Regions from separate parts of the Zea mays genome. Here regions 2 and 3 are each linked to region 1. The links are chromatin contacts, called in public Hi-C maps. All regions are on one chromosome and are shown on one strand. Each heading gives the region's core, a stretch centred on a gene start, on an enhancer-like site or on the middle of the called end of the contact. The rest is flanking DNA. Distances are from core to core; before and after follow the strand shown.

Region 1 (5,066 bases), core at 1,685-4,184:
TAAGGCATCTTAGTAATAGAGCATACCAAGTTCTCAGCACCAGGGAGGTTAGCTCTCTTGGCCAGATTCACAGCAAGCTCAAGGTTGTTTAACTGCATATCAAAGTTGTGTTAAAATAAATACCTAATGTATAGATCAGGAAAGGAAGACCAGAAAGTGTAGAAGAACATACTTGGCCACTGACAAAAGGTACAACAGTTGCATCATTAACTGTGGCATGTAAAACCTGCCCCCTTCTGTTGATGGCATAAAATCCACCAGTAGAGGAAGATTCTGCCGTCAAGAATATAGGGTCTGGACTGATTCTATTTCTGTAAACTGCCGCAGCAGTTTCCAAGTCATATACAAACAAAAGGCCAAGCTTAGTAATTACATAGATAAGCCCATACTTTTGTGAAACCTGCAGCAAAAAATGGAATAAAAACATATTAGATCCATTATGTGATGTTCTAATAATTGCACATCTTTCACCCTATGAAGTGCACATTTTTTCCATAAGATGTTCACCTGCATAGCTACAGGAAAATCATCCTGGAAATCTGGGGGGAAGAAGAGGTCGGCTTGTTTCTTAGAAAAACCAGGTTTCCCTACAATGAAACAATCAATAAAAAGAATGGAGATATCAGTATACTGCAATGTCTTTCAAAAGAAAATGAAGCCCACATAAAAAAAATAACTGGTGCAGTATGAGAAGTTTGAGATGTAGCACTAGAAAGAATAAAAAAACACAATCAATCTAAACCTGGCTGTGCACCCAGTTCAATAACATGCAACTTTGAAGTGATCTGTCCAGCATTAGTTGTCTTTGAGGCGAAACAAATAAGGGTTGATGGATTCTCATTACCAACAACCTGGACAGATTAGATAAAGAAAGGTTGATAAATTACTAAATACCAGAAATAAAACAAGAATATAAGGTAATAAGCATCATAAATAACTGAAAGGGTACCTTAAATGTTGCAAAAGACGCTGCATGGGCTTCAAGTGCCTGGCTACGTTGTTGATCAACAGAGAAAAGTTGCATATTTCCCTTCACCAGTTGTGGCCTCTGGTTGCACGAAAATGAGGGCACGACAAGTCGACAATATGATAAGAACGTCCAACCAAGTACTACGAAACTACTTTTTGTTCAAGTACAAATGACCGAGTTTTACAGAGACATTGTTTTTTATCGTAAGAGGATTGGAATTTCGAACAAAATCAGCAGGAACGGGGGCAACAGTAATATTCGTTTTCAACACTCATTTGACATGTGCTCTGCTGTAATGATGTAAATAGAAGTAAATTTCGGTAAGAGAATACCTCTGGGGCTCCAGGTGCAATTCCAATAAGTACAAGCCACTTCTCCGCTGGGTCACATCGATAGTTGATGATCTGATTGTTTGCCAGATTAGCCGTCCTATCAAACATCTTGGTGGGCTCAGAATCACCTTCAATCGACCAGTGGTAAACTGATGTTTGTGTCACCAAACCCAACAGTTTGGGAGTGATCCATTTCCAGAATACGACCTGCAGTTGAAAAGTAAATATATGGAACATGTTACTTCAAGTACATCTCATTGACAGCTAGAAAAAAGAAGCCATATGCAAAATGTCATATTGGAAAGTGTTTTGTACCTGCTCCGGCATCTGGTGAGACTTGATCTTAGTCTTAGCCTCAATGTTAAATATTTGAAGGTGATCCTGTGTTGTTCCAGGTATTTGGGCTGCAAAAAATCAGCAGATGTTTACCATTGTTGCAATTATTCTCAAACTATATGTTAAGCAGTATATATAGCTACTCAATGTCTTAACCAGTCATTTGATTTGGGAATTGTTAGCATCAATATCCTGACTATAGTAGAGTACCCCAGCCAACAGCAATGCTGAGTTGCTGACAAGTAAGAACTTCATCTAACAAAATATATACTCAAATATAAATTAAGCAAGCAATGCCCAGCAACAAGCAGGTAGGAAGCCGTCGATCGAATGTGAGCAGCAACAGTGAAGACTAAAACAGAGTAAAATTACAATCCTAATGGTTCCATTCTATGCTAAACCGAACTGGATCTGGCTCATCGCAGTGACAACGACTACACGGATTACAAATGTATGGCAGGCTAGAATTATAGCGTCCCATGTTGCCAGAGCCTCGTTCATTCTACACGGCTTGCACACAGGATCAGACAAACAGAGAGGTATACATAAAGCCCTGCAGGCAGCTAATGCACAGATCTCAAGCAAAGGCTTGATGTCAGTCGCTAGTGCAGAATTCGGCTGCCATGGTAGGGAAGCAGAAGCTTAGATCGCTGCGGAATTCCTAGAGAGGCAACTGACTATTTAACAAGGACTTTGGCTAGGATGGGCATGATAAGGATGAGATTCCGCGCAGTGGAGAGAACCGAAAGGGCTAGATCTATAGGAGGTGCGGGCGGTAGGTAGAGGCAGCAAATCCGAACCTTTCAGGGCGAGGATCCTGGTGTTGGGGTTCATGAGGGCGGAGTCGGCGGTGATGGGCCGTCGGAGCGGCTGCATGGGCATGGCCATGTCGATGATGACGACACTGTTTTGCGGGGAGGTCTCGCGGACGCAGATGTACTTCTCCGACTCCATGGTGACGTGGGTGAAGGTGACGAACTGCGGCGCGATGCCCAGGCTGGTGAGCTGCGCGGAGAACGAGCAAGGAATGATCAGTGGGTGAGTGGATGGAGATATGTACTGCATGAGAGGGGAGAGAGGGTAGCGGAGGTATTACCGTGAGCGCCTCGCGCATGGCGATGGGAGCGTTGGCCGCCGCCATGGCGACGAACGGCGGTGCCGAGATCTCTCTCCGCTAGTCTGGAGCGGGAGGGGGGGAGGGAGGCACTCCACTCGGGGTCGGGGGAGAGGAGAGATCTGATCTGAGCACGGGACGCGACGCGACGGAACCAAACAGCACAACAGAGCACGGTGCCGGGGAAGGAGAGGAGAGGAGAGGAGACGCTGGGGAATTTGTTTATGGGCGTCCACGATTCAATCTGGGAAAGATGGTGTCCATTGAGTTTATTTTGAACTACTAGTTAGATGCCCGTGCGTTGCAACGGTATACAAAATATTCAACAAATTGTTAGTGCACAAAAAATAACACCACATATTTCAGTTGCACCAAAAAATGATACATTCCCCGCTTGCAAGGTTAGGGCCGCATTTTCTTCCTACTTTGCACCTCAGCGAACAACAAAAACCAAAGAACCATACAGTCCATAGACGCACTTGCACACTTGAAGAAATAGTTAACCATGGCATGGAACTCATCAGTTATCCTCTTGTCAAACCTTTAGGAAATGCAAGCATGTTAGTCTAGGAAGAAATGTAGCTTACGCCAGGTAAACCTGCTGATTTTTTGGGAAATAGTTAACCATGGCATGGAACTCATCCCCACGAACAGAGAGCATTCCCCAACATCTCCCACCAGCAACCACAACATCTTCTTCCCCATCTCTATGTCTCTCACGCTCAACAAGCCACGCTAAGAACTGGTGGCACCGACCACCAGTCGGCCCTCCCTCTCTGGCAAAAATCACGGCGAGCAGCGGCCCAATCCTACCTTCTTCATTGATCGACAGTTGAAAAGGGAGAGGGAGAAGTGTGCATATCACAGGAAGATTACCACACGACGACTGGAGACCAGTGGGCACGTGACCGAGGCGCAGCTGGAGCCTGGAGGAGAGCTGAAGAAGCCGTGTCCAAGAGGACCGAAGAAAATGACGCCTGTTGAGTAGAAAGGGACGACGACGTCGATGTTGCAGACGACGACGTTGCGGTTGGCAGGCGACCGCCAGGAGCAGTAGGGACAGTGGTGTGGCGACCATAATATGGGGAAGATGACGGCGCAACGAAGTAGCCGAAGAGTTCCTTGGACATGAGCGGGTGCTGGTGGGAGCACGGTGGGCACGGTGGATATGAGCATCGTGGGCAAGATCCACAATTTTTCTATTGCAGTACCGTCGACTTCAAGGGTGTAGGAGTCGAATCGGAGACAGCGACGGCAGGAGCAGGCTCGTCATGACGGCGCTTGAAGAGCCCAACGTCGCGGTCAAGGCAGCAGAGGGCGAGGAGGCCATCCTCGCGGTGGCGGCGCGAGGGGCTGAAGTCGACACACTGCTTGTAGGCGCCGCGCCTCATCGGACTGCCTGCGTGGGACGTGCAGCATGCCGGAGATGCGAGGTGGAGCTACGACGGGTGGCGTGTGGCCGACGTCCAGCTTGACGAAGACGACGCGGTCGAGCTTTGGGCGCGCGGCGGCGCGAGGACGCGCATCACAGGGAGGTGGTGGCCCTGTAGGTCAAGGGCGAGGGCCTTGAAGATGAGCAGGGCGATGTTGCGAGGGTCGAGGGCGATAACGCGGTCGCGCCGGGATGGGCGGGTGTGGCGTTGCGACGCGAGAATCGCGCTGGGATGGGCGGGTGTGGCGGGTGACGCTTGACGCGGATGGGGGCGAGGGCGCGCTAGTTTAGGGACGGGCCGACGTGGTCGCGGGGGTGGGGGCATTGAGTGTGGACGCTGACACTACTGTCTTAATAGAATAGTATAGATGTATGTTTATGAACTGAGAGTATGTTTATAATTTTATACGAAGTTGTACTCTACCTCGTCATATAAATAGAGGTACACTGTAATATACAGGGACACTTTTCCTTCTAAAGGAAACCTGGTTGCTAGTCTCCAAAGTTGCGACTCTCTTACCTTAATCGAGAAAGAATAATAAAGGGATCATAACATTTAAGATTTTCCTTGAACATTTGTATATTATGTCTCAAAGGTTATTAATTAAGGTATCATTCCTCCTTCAATCTATCTTAAATAGATTGAAGAAATAAAGGTCTGTCATCTTTAAATGTGTTTCCCTATTTTAGTCTCATTTAAGAATCAAAGCAGGTCACCAACACACGCTAACAAACACATACTCTATATCGTTATTCGCAGATACACATTTCACTCCGGTGGTCGACAAGTTACACAAATTTAGTCTCGGAAATGGCCGATCAGTGACAGTTTTCATCTTGTCAACACATATATTCCCTGCGTCACAGACCACAAGCCCAAGT
Region 2 (4,818 bases), core at 344-2,843, 160 kb after region 1:
AGGAAGGTTGCTTCTCAAGAATGCAATCTGGGACTAACAAACAACTTGAATCAAGCCTATGTATGGCGTCCAGTCCAATTGAACCGACAGTGGTCCACAAAGTTGAAGGTTGCATTGCAAATCACTCCTAAAAGAACTAATCAATCAAAGCCCGCAGCGAACCACCATTGCTTGGACAGTACCATATAGTGGGGGAGAAAAGGAAACATAAACGCAGCAGCTTTCGGTCACCTGATGTGAATTGGAGAAATCGTCATGAAGAAGACGGACGTGCGGGCAGGATCGATGTTGTTATTGAGCCAATCAGACCACGTCTTGAACACCCGACCATACGCCTCAATCCTGGGAACCTCGTCGTTCTCAGACCAATACCTCGAGTTCGGTCTCCTGCAAAAATCCGTCCAGCGATCTCAGAACACGATCCCATTACTTGATTGCAGAAAGCCACAAAGAAAGAAGCTGCGCATTCCCAACACAGAACCCAGATGTCGTAGTTGTTGACCTGACTTTGATGTCGGCGGTGTTCATCCACCAGATGTAGGTGTTGAAGATGAGGTAATCAACGTCCTTCCAGTTCCTGGCGTGCGCCTCGATCCTCTCGGGACTGATGATCCGTTCCTTGATGCTGTGGAAGTTGGGGTTGTCAGAGTTGGACTCGACGAGGAAGGGCGCCCAGTAGAACTCGAGCGTGGCCCGGTACTCCTTGGCGTAGAAGGTGTTGAGGGAGCCCCGCTTGACGATCTTCTTCCTGCCCTTGGACAGGATGGGCTGCACCAGGCACACCAGCGACTCCCACTGGTTGCGGTTCAGCGAGTCCCCCACGAACATGAGCCGCTTCCCGCGCATCGCCTCCATGAATCTCCGGGCGTCGAACCTACTTCCAATCAATCGATTGGGGCGGGGAGCAATACAATAAAGACGCAATCAGGCGAGGAAAACAGATGCAAGCTCGCAATGAGGTAATTGGCGGAGAGAATATCTGGAGAGGATCATAAGGCCATACGTGGGGAGGGAGCAGTCACTGGGCTGCCATCTCCAGTACTGCCACATATCGTCGGGGCGGCCGTTGGCGAGGCAGGTGACCTGCTTGGTGAGGAAGGTGCAGTCTTTCTCCCTGTACGCCGGGACGGAGGCGTTGTCGAAGACCCAGCGGCCACTGGAGAGGTCGCAGGTAGGCGGGGGCAACGCAAGGGGCGGCAGGCCGGAGACGTTGTAGAGATCGGCGTCCGGGTAGAGGTAGTCGTCGATGGAGAGCTCGGCGATGGTGCGGGCGTCCTCTCCGTACATGACGAGCGCGAGGAGGAAGAAGGCGCCGGCGAGCGTGGTGACCGGGGAGCGCCGCGCCGAGGCGAGGAGGGAGCGCCCGGAGGCGGCGAGCGGATCGAGGAGCCCCGCGGGGGCAGGGCGGGACGACGACTTGGGGGTCGAGGTGGTGGTGGTGGTGGGGAGCGAGGGGTCGGAGGTGGGCGGCGGTGGCTTGGGCATGGCTGCGGCCGGAGCCTGCTGCTGGGGAAGGGGAAGGACCGAAGGAGGCTGGATAGTGGCCGCGCGGCAGGTGGCAGCTGAAGCCAACCGAGGCGAGGCCAGCCCAGCCCGATCCTCCCGCGGCGACGAACGTGGAGTTGTGATTTTGTAGGCTTTGTTGATTGTTGTTGGGTCCGGCAGGCGGCAGCTGTCGGCGTCGGTTCGGCGTGTGAGTGGGTGGGTCGTCAAACTCGCTGCACATTTTACAAGATCAGCATGATCCTGGAGCATTTAACTACACCTCTCTCCAAATTAGTATTCGTTTTATCTTTTAGTTTTTTAATCTATATTCAAATAGATTTAAATAGATAATAATAAATCTAGACACCACCTTAAATACCTCTTTTTAAGGAAAAAATAACTATTTGCTAATATTTAAGGGTGAGTGGCAATTTTTTGCCATATTATGTGTCAGTGACACATAATTAAGAGGATCTCGTAAACAAATAGTTACTCTATCCTAAATTAAATTTTGTTTTAGCTTTTGAATCGATTTATTATAATAATTAATGTATATGTTTTATATAGGGTTTTTTTCCACATGATATGGCAAAAAAAATGCCACTCACCCCTAAATATTAGCAAATAGTTATTTTTTCCTTAAAAAAGTGGCATCACTCCTCTCATGTCACACGCCGATTTAAAGACAAATATAGATGTATCTCATATATGTGCCAGAATAAAATTTCACGCATATGATGACTCAGTGAATCTTCCAAGCTTTCCTTATAGGAGCTCTATTTATGTAATCTTGGTGATCTAGTCACCTTCTAAAAGGGAAATGTGCCCTTGGGCCATTTCTATAATGTTTTGGTGATTAAGTGTCTAACACATTGTGAGTAAGATATTATGTGCCAAACAAGCAAAAGGTGCAAATCATGTAACAAGGTACGTTTCTAGATTTAGTATATTGTTTTGAGTACTAACATATTTTGTCTAAGTGCTAGAAACAGAGAAAAAGAAAAGAAGAAAATGATTGCAAGTGACTTGACTGTGTACAACCGAAGTCCAGCTCAGTTTGGCACACTGGACTGTCCGGTGCGCCAGGATGGCCTCCGGTGAACAGGCCGCTCTCGGGAAAGTTTGGCGGCGTACGACTATAATTCACCGGACTGTCCGGTGAGCCAACGGCCGCCAGCGCAACGGTCGGCCGCGCAATCCGCGGGCGACACGTGGCCCGCGCCAACGGTCGACAGGGGGCACCGGACTGTCCGGTGTGCACCGGACAGTGTCTGGTGCGCCAACTGCCACGAATCTACAACGGTCGTCTGTGCCAAAATAGGAAGGAGATCGCACACCGGACATGAATAGTGGTTGTCCGGTGTTGCACCGGACTGTCCGGTGCGCCACCCGACAGAAGGCAAGGATAACCTTCCTTGTTGGCCTCCAACGGCTCCTAGCTGTCTTGGGGCTATAAAAGGGACCCCTAGGCGCATGGAGGAGACACCCAAGCATTCAAGAAACATTCTAAGCCTCCAAGACTCTAACTTCGCGCATTTGATTCTTTGAGATAGTGACTTGAGCTCCATTTGAGTTGTGAACTCCGTGGGTTGTGTTTTGAGCTCAAGTTGTGACTTGTGTGCATGATTGTGCTGTGATTTGAGTCTTGTGTGTGTTGCTCTCCCCTCCCTTACTTCCGTGCTTCTTTTGTGATCATCATTGTAAGGGCGAGAGGCTCCAAGTTGTGGAGATTCCTCGCAAACGGGAGAAAGTCAAAGAAAGGAAAAATCGTGGTATTCAAATTGATCATTGGATCACTTGAAAGGGGTTGAGTGCAACCCTTGTCCATTGGGACGCCACAACGTGGAAGTAGGCAAGTATTACTTGGTCGAACCACGGGATAAAAATCGTGTGTCTCTTGTGTGCTTTGCCTTTGATTATCTATGTTCAAAAGAACTCGCCTCAAGCTACTTAGCCGTTCTAACTTACATAACAAAGTTTTGTGGCTATTAGTGTTGAATTTTACAGGATCACCTATTCACCCTCCTCTAAGTGCTCTCAATTGGTATCAGAGCCGTTCTCTTCATCTAAGGGACTATTCGCCTGAAGAGATGGATCCTAAGGGAAAGGGGATGGTGGTCAACGACAAGGAGGAGTCCCTCTTCAATGAGCCAAGGGACCACATGCCCACTGACTCTGGCTCGAGTCATAAGAAGAAGGACGGGAAGAAGAAGAGGCGCACAAGAAGATCGTCTACTACGACAGCGATGGATCCTCTTCTTCACCAAGAGACGACGACGATGACGATTCTTCGTCAAAGAAAAAGACGGTTAATCAAAACTATTCCTTTGATTATTCCCGCATTCCGTACAATTCAAATGCCCATTTACTTTCTATTCCTCTTGGAAAACCCCCACACTTTGATGGAGAGGATTACTCATTTTGGAGTCATAAATGCGTAGTCATCTATTTTCTCTCCATCCTAGCATTTGGGAAATCGTGGAAAATGGAATGCACTTTGATAGTACGGATAATCTTTGATGATTAATGAACAAATTCATAAGAATGCTCAAGCTACCACTGTTTTGCTAGTATCTTTGTGCAGGGATGAATATAACAAGGTTAGCGGCTTGGACAACGCCAAGCAAATCTGGGATACCCTCAAGATCTCACATGAGGGAAATGATGCCACCATGATCACAAAGATGGAACTGGTGGAAGGCGAGCTGGGGAGGTTTTCCATGATTAGGGGAGCAGAGCCAACTCAAACATACAACAGGCTCAAGACCCTGGTCAACAAGATTAGGAGCTATGGAAGCACAAGATGGACGGACCACGACGTCGTCCGACTAATGCTAAGGTCATTTACCGTAATTGACCCCCATCTTGTCAACCTTATTCGTGAGAATCCCAGGTACACCAAGATGACGTCCGAGGAAATTCTTGGGAAGTTTGTGAGTGGGCGCATGATGGTGAAGGAAGCTCGATATGTGGACAATGCACTAAACGGTCCACTACCCATCTACGAGCCTCAACCTGTGGCACTTAAGGCTACTAGCAGCAGGGAGACGCTACCAAGCAAGGTGGCACAAGTGGAGACCGCGGGCCTCAACAAAGATGAGATGACGCTTATCATCAAGCGCTTCAAGACTGCATTGAAAGGACGCAAGGAGTACCCCAACAAGAACAAAACAAGGGGAAAGCGCTCCTGCTTCAAATGCGGTAAGACTGGTCACTTTATTGCTCAATGTCCCGATAATGAGAATGACCAGGCACAAGAAAGACACGACAAGAGTGAAAATAAAAAGAACTACAAGAAGGCGAAGGGTGAGGCGCACCTTGGAAAGGAGTGGG
Region 3 (5,015 bases), core at 460-2,959, 230 kb after region 1:
AGAAGCGTATACAGTAAGGTCCGGACACATGTCGGCTCCGGACCCCCTGCCTGGCCTTGATTAAGGCCTAGGTATTCTCTGTCCCAGAATCCCGGGACCCTGCTGTGAGTGGCCCGGACCCCACACAGAGGGGTCCGGAACTCATCCCAGGGGTCCGGTTTGTGCTCGTGGAGGTCCTGGACCTTACCCGGAGGCCCGGTCTGTATATACAGGGGTCCGGTACTTTCCCATGGGGGTCTGAACTCACTGTTGATACCTTGGAGTATATCATCTTCTCTGGCCACGTGGCGGCCCCGGAGCCGTCCACGTGGTGGGGTCGAGTGCTGTTGCTGGCCCAAAGTAGTCGCCCGAGGCTGGGGCGAGCTATGGTCTGGTCCCATGCACAACTCCTTTACCACGCGACTAAAGATAGCCGCGTGGGTACTGCGTCTTCATACGGTAGTAAGGGGTACCCCTGTTTTAGGGTACTGAAAGTAACATTACACCAAAGCATATGAACAAACAACATAAAAATATTACTACACATCACTACGAGAGCGTAGGTTCGAGAATCGCTAAATTTTGAGCTGTGGTTGAAAAGATTTAGTTTTTGGAAGACCTATGTGATTAAACAATTAAAACTAGGTCTTATGTTGAATTTAGAAATCACGCGTGAAAGATATTCTAGAAAGGTAACTAAAAATATTAGCAAGATTAGTAGCCACTAAAAATATGATTTCTAGCCACTAAAAATATGATTTCTAGTGGTCGTTTTCTTAAGAAACCGCCACTAGAAATAGTACCAGCGTTTGATAACTGAAACCACCTGTAAAATTTAAATCCCACAATAGGCTTTGAGCTCTTTTTTTACTAGTGAGAGTTTATTGTCCCTCCATAAGTTAACCGGAGATCACCTAAGTCTCATAAAATGTGATGTTTAACAATCATGCTTGTGGTCTAGTGATGGCTGCGCGGGCGCTGGGGTCCATAGGGTAGTAGCCGAGAGTATGCTGAGTGTGGAGCCAATAGGGCATGACGTGAGGGGGGGGCAGTGTGTCAACGCGAGGTGAAGCCCTGATAGCACCAGATGCCCACTAGAGATGGCAATGGATACCCGAATATCTGACGAGTTTTTCCCGATATAAAGGCGGGTGCGTGATGATTTCTCTACCCACGGGTATGTTAATGGGCAAGAACCTCTATCCGTTGGATAGACGGGTATGAGTTGGTACTACCCATACCCGTCTACCCATGTGCAAAATATACCGCATCAATACCACTATAACCATCTAATAGAGCTCATCTTAGCTAAAATAAAACTCTTCTCTAACTATCATTTGTCTAGCTATTAAGTTATTTAATCATATGATAGTTAAACTTGTTTTTGTATGTTTATTTAATATTTTGAGTGATTAGTATATTGAAATTTAAGACTTTCTTAGCGGGTACGTATTACCCGACGAATAAAAATACCTGCGCGGGTATAAATATGAGTAAGATTTTATAACCGCGAGCATATATATATATATATATATATAGGTAATCCAATGGTTGTCATCTACTGCCCACCTTCGGTTCTTAGTAGTATAACAGAAGTTGAGATCGGACCACCAAGGCTGTTTTGGGAGGTTGGTCTAGCAGGCCACCAGGTCGGCCCGAGGCTTTGCCGGCAGGAACGGACCTCTTATCATAGGCCGTAACGAAGCCCACATCCTATCCGACGGGCAGAAGCAGAGCACCACCACCATACGCCGCCACCGCAAGCAGACGTCCCCATGGCCATGGCTTCCACCGCCACCGCTGCTGCTTCTCTCCGCCTCGCCTTCCCTCTCCTCTCCTCGCCGGCTTCCTCCTCCTCGTCCTCTAATACCCTTCGCTTCCCTCTCCGCCGCCGCAGCGCCGCCCGCCCCATCGCCGTCACCGCCTTCAAGAAGCTCTCCGAGGCGTCCCCCGTGCCCATCCCTCAGGAGCCCACCGAGCCCCTCCTGGTCGACGAGGACGCTCTGCCCCCAAAGGCCGGGGTCTACGGCGTCTACGACCCCGCCGGCGAGCTGCAGTTCGTCGGGATTTCGCGCAACGTCAGGGCCAGCATCGAGGGCCACCGCCGGAAGGTCCCCGCCAACCTCTGCGCCTCCGTCAAGGTACGGCATGGACTAATCATGTATATCATTACACTATCATTGCAAATTAGGCTCCCCATTTACAACAGTTTAGCCTCGCCTTGTAACTAAACCAGTGGGCTAGCTTTGGTATGTAGTATCAGGGATAGTTAATTTGGGCAAACTGAGACATGCTAATTTGAGTCGCATGGTTTAATTAGTCGTGTGTCCTCTCTCGCTCACTTTTGTTGGCGACCGAAAGGAAAAAGGAGGGCACCTTACCTTCTCCATCCTCCTCCGTCAATAATATTCTCATTGGGTGGCCATTGTATAAACATCTCTACCTTGCTTTCCCATTCTGTCCATACTTTGCTTTCTCATTCGATATACTCAGCTGATTCCTGAAACAAGATATGCTTATCTACTCCATTCTCCACCATCTGTGTATGTATTCTTGTTTCAGGCATCCATGAGCCTTCTTCTGGTTGACAGAACATGACGTTCAATAATATACGGGCCCTACTTGAATGCACTAGAGATAATAATTAGCTAATAAAATTAGCTGAAGACATCTAAACAGTCTAGCTAATAGTTCAGCTATTAGCTACTTTTAGTAAACTAGTTAATATTTAGCTAGTTATTTGTTAGTCGGCTAATCCCACTAGAAATTTTTTAGCCAACTAATTATTAGCTCCAGTGCATTCATACAGGCCCACAGTCTGCAAAACAATATATTGATACCTCGGTAACTGATTACCTTCGATTAGGACAGTAGGTATGATATTACACTGTTCACAATTCCCTTCTTTATAGCAGGTTTATGGACATTAAGTTCCTTATTGCTGCTATAGGAAGTTAGCAACTGCCATGTTTTAACTGACTATGTCTTCATATGATGTTTTTTAATGGCAAAGGATCTGCTGAAATAACATTAATTCAGGTCAAAGTTTTAGCTAGTGGTGGTTGTACCCCCTGCCCCCGTTCTAGTCAGTTTCTGTGAATTGAAGTTGTTATAGCAGCCCTTGTGAATATTGCCCTGGTTCTCCAAGGGGCCTTATAGACACCTGCTGCCTTGACTTGACTCCTTTGCACTTGGGTACAATACAATACTATTCTGCACAAACTAAATCTGTCAAAAGGAAAAAAAAAGAAACGGTCTCCACTTTTTCCGTGTGTATTAGTTAGTACCTGAAACATTCTATGGCATGTGCAGGTCGCGGTATCAGATGAGGAGACACCAGATCGATCTGCCCTTAACAACGCCTGGAAATCATGGATGCAAGAACACATAGCGGCCACCGGCAAGGCGCCACCAGGGAATGTTGCAGGAAACAACACCTGGGTTGGTGGCCCCCAGCGGCCTCCAGACCTGCGGCTGACGCCCGGACGCCACGTCCAGCTGACGGTTCCGCTGGAGCAGCTGATACACCGGCTGGTGAAGGAGAACAGAGTGGTAGCCTTCATCAAGGGGTCAAGGAGCGCTCCCCAGTGTGGGTTCTCGCAGAGGGTGGTGGGCATCCTGGAAGGGCACGGCGTGGATTTCGTAACCGTCGACGTGCTCGACGAGGAGCACAACCACGGGCTGAGAGAAACCCTCAAGGCGTACAGCAGCTGGCCGACGTTCCCTCAGGTCTTCGTTGGAGGGGAGCTCGTGGGCGGCTGCGATATCGTTTCGTCCATGGCTGAAAAGGGGGAGCTTGCTGCCCTACTAATTCAGAAATGAATGCTTTACCCTACAGTGACTTGAATTGCTTCGATGGTTGTCTGATCCACACGTAGTAGCACGGAGATCCAAGTTGTTGTACCTGCTGTGCATGTTGGATGTGGTACGTCCCGAGTTTGAAAAGCGTGTGATGTGGTATGGACGTGTGGTTTGCCTGCTGTTTATAGGTAGAAGTTGCCTGAGGACGACACACATATTTTTTGTTTTATTTATTTGTGGGGATCGGAGAGCGATCGAGCCTCTGTTTGGTTGGTTGGATGTACGTAGATGGATGAAAGAGTCGGCCACAGTTTATATAATGTTCGGATGAAAGTTAAGTAGAGACGAGTTAAACACTGGAGTAGTTTTTTGTAGCGATGTGGTACCAAAAAATCGAAGGATGGTGTCGTCTCCGTCTTATTCTACTTTGATCTCAATCCATGTGCTGTTCATTTGAGGGGATTTTCCCTTTATTTTCTTTATTGGAAAATATAAAAAAAAGGAGAAAAGGCCGGCCACTGGGCCGCTACCAGGCGCTCGGCCGAGCAGCCCAGCAGCGGCTGGCGCCGGTCAGCTGGCCCTGGGCGAGCTCGCGTTGGATGGACGGCTGGGATCAAAGGCAAGGTATAATCATGCCTTGCGGTGAGTAGAAGCAGGGTAAGAGGGTGGCTGCCCAAGGAGTAGCCGCCAAGGCTGTGTGGCGGCGGCGTTCAACGCCCAGCCGTATCCTACGGCTTGCTCGCACGGTCGGCCGGCTTCTCCGCTGCTCCTCTGCAACCACCTGTGGCTCGCCCGACTCCATAAGTATAGCGTCTTGCCCCCTGTTCAGGCCAGCTCGCAGAGACGCAAGTTTCTCTGTTCTTCTTCCCCTCTCAGTTACAGTCGCGATTTGGAGCGATTTGTTCGTTCCTGGTGTTCTTGTGGTGATTCTTGCCAGTGGTGATTGGGAGTGGAAGAGAGTAGAGCTGCGTTGGTGGCTCTCTTGTGCCCTGTTGCTCGATCCGTGCGCCTGTGTGGTGTTCGGTCTGTTCTGATTATTGTCCACCGTGGCCTGGTGCTTGGGCTCCCTGCTGCGCGGTGTTCTTCTTCTCGGGCTGGTGTCGAGGACGTCTCCCTCGACTCCGACAGCGGCTCTAGTATCTCCGTCAACCTCCCGCCGTGCAGGTCCGGACGTGGGCGGCGGAATTGGTTTTCTGGGACAGAACCTCGTGTTCGCTGAGCTAGTCTTCCCACGT

The links. Hi-C and Micro-C count contacts between places; a contact is called where the count stands out from the background.
Region 2: a contact with region 1 is called in a Hi-C map of ear, with 5 times the contacts expected there. The contact joins the promoter of LOC100382326 here to the promoter of LOC100193501 in region 1. A contact is called at or near these places in 8 of 25 Hi-C or Micro-C datasets (bundle sheath, ear, endosperm and 3 more).
Region 3: a contact with region 1 is called in a Hi-C map of tassel, with 2.7 times the contacts expected there. The contact joins the promoter of LOC100193022 here to the promoter of LOC100193501 in region 1. A contact is called at or near these places in 2 of 25 Hi-C or Micro-C datasets (ear and tassel).

What each region holds. Positions count from the first base shown.
Region 1 is chr2:157,732,015-157,737,080 of Zm-B73-REFERENCE-NAM-5.0, forward strand. It overlaps LOC100193501, which reads right to left and starts at 2,935. Exons shown (of 29, transcript NM_001358758.1): 1 at 2,735-2,935; 2 at 2,439-2,643; 3 at 1,618-1,706; 4 at 1,303-1,509; 5 at 950-1,048; 6 at 743-851; 7 at 508-587; 8 at 173-400; 9 at 27-92. The coding sequence starts at 2,779. LOC103649013 (ankyrin repeat-containing protein At5g02620-like) reads right to left here. Exons shown (of 1, transcript XM_035965376.1): 1 at 4,928-5,066.
Region 2 is chr2:157,890,934-157,895,751 of Zm-B73-REFERENCE-NAM-5.0, forward strand. It overlaps LOC100382326 (putative DUF231 domain containing family protein), which reads right to left and starts at 1,594. Exons shown (of 4, transcript NM_001175075.1): 1 at 1,004-1,594; 2 at 503-874; 3 at 232-387. The coding sequence starts at 1,485.
Region 3 is chr2:157,966,729-157,971,743 of Zm-B73-REFERENCE-NAM-5.0, forward strand. LOC100193022 (grx_S16-glutaredoxin subgroup II) reads left to right here and starts at 1,710. Exons shown (of 2, transcript NM_001138190.1): 1 at 1,710-2,120; 2 at 3,292-4,204. The coding sequence starts at 1,755. The coding sequence ends at 3,801.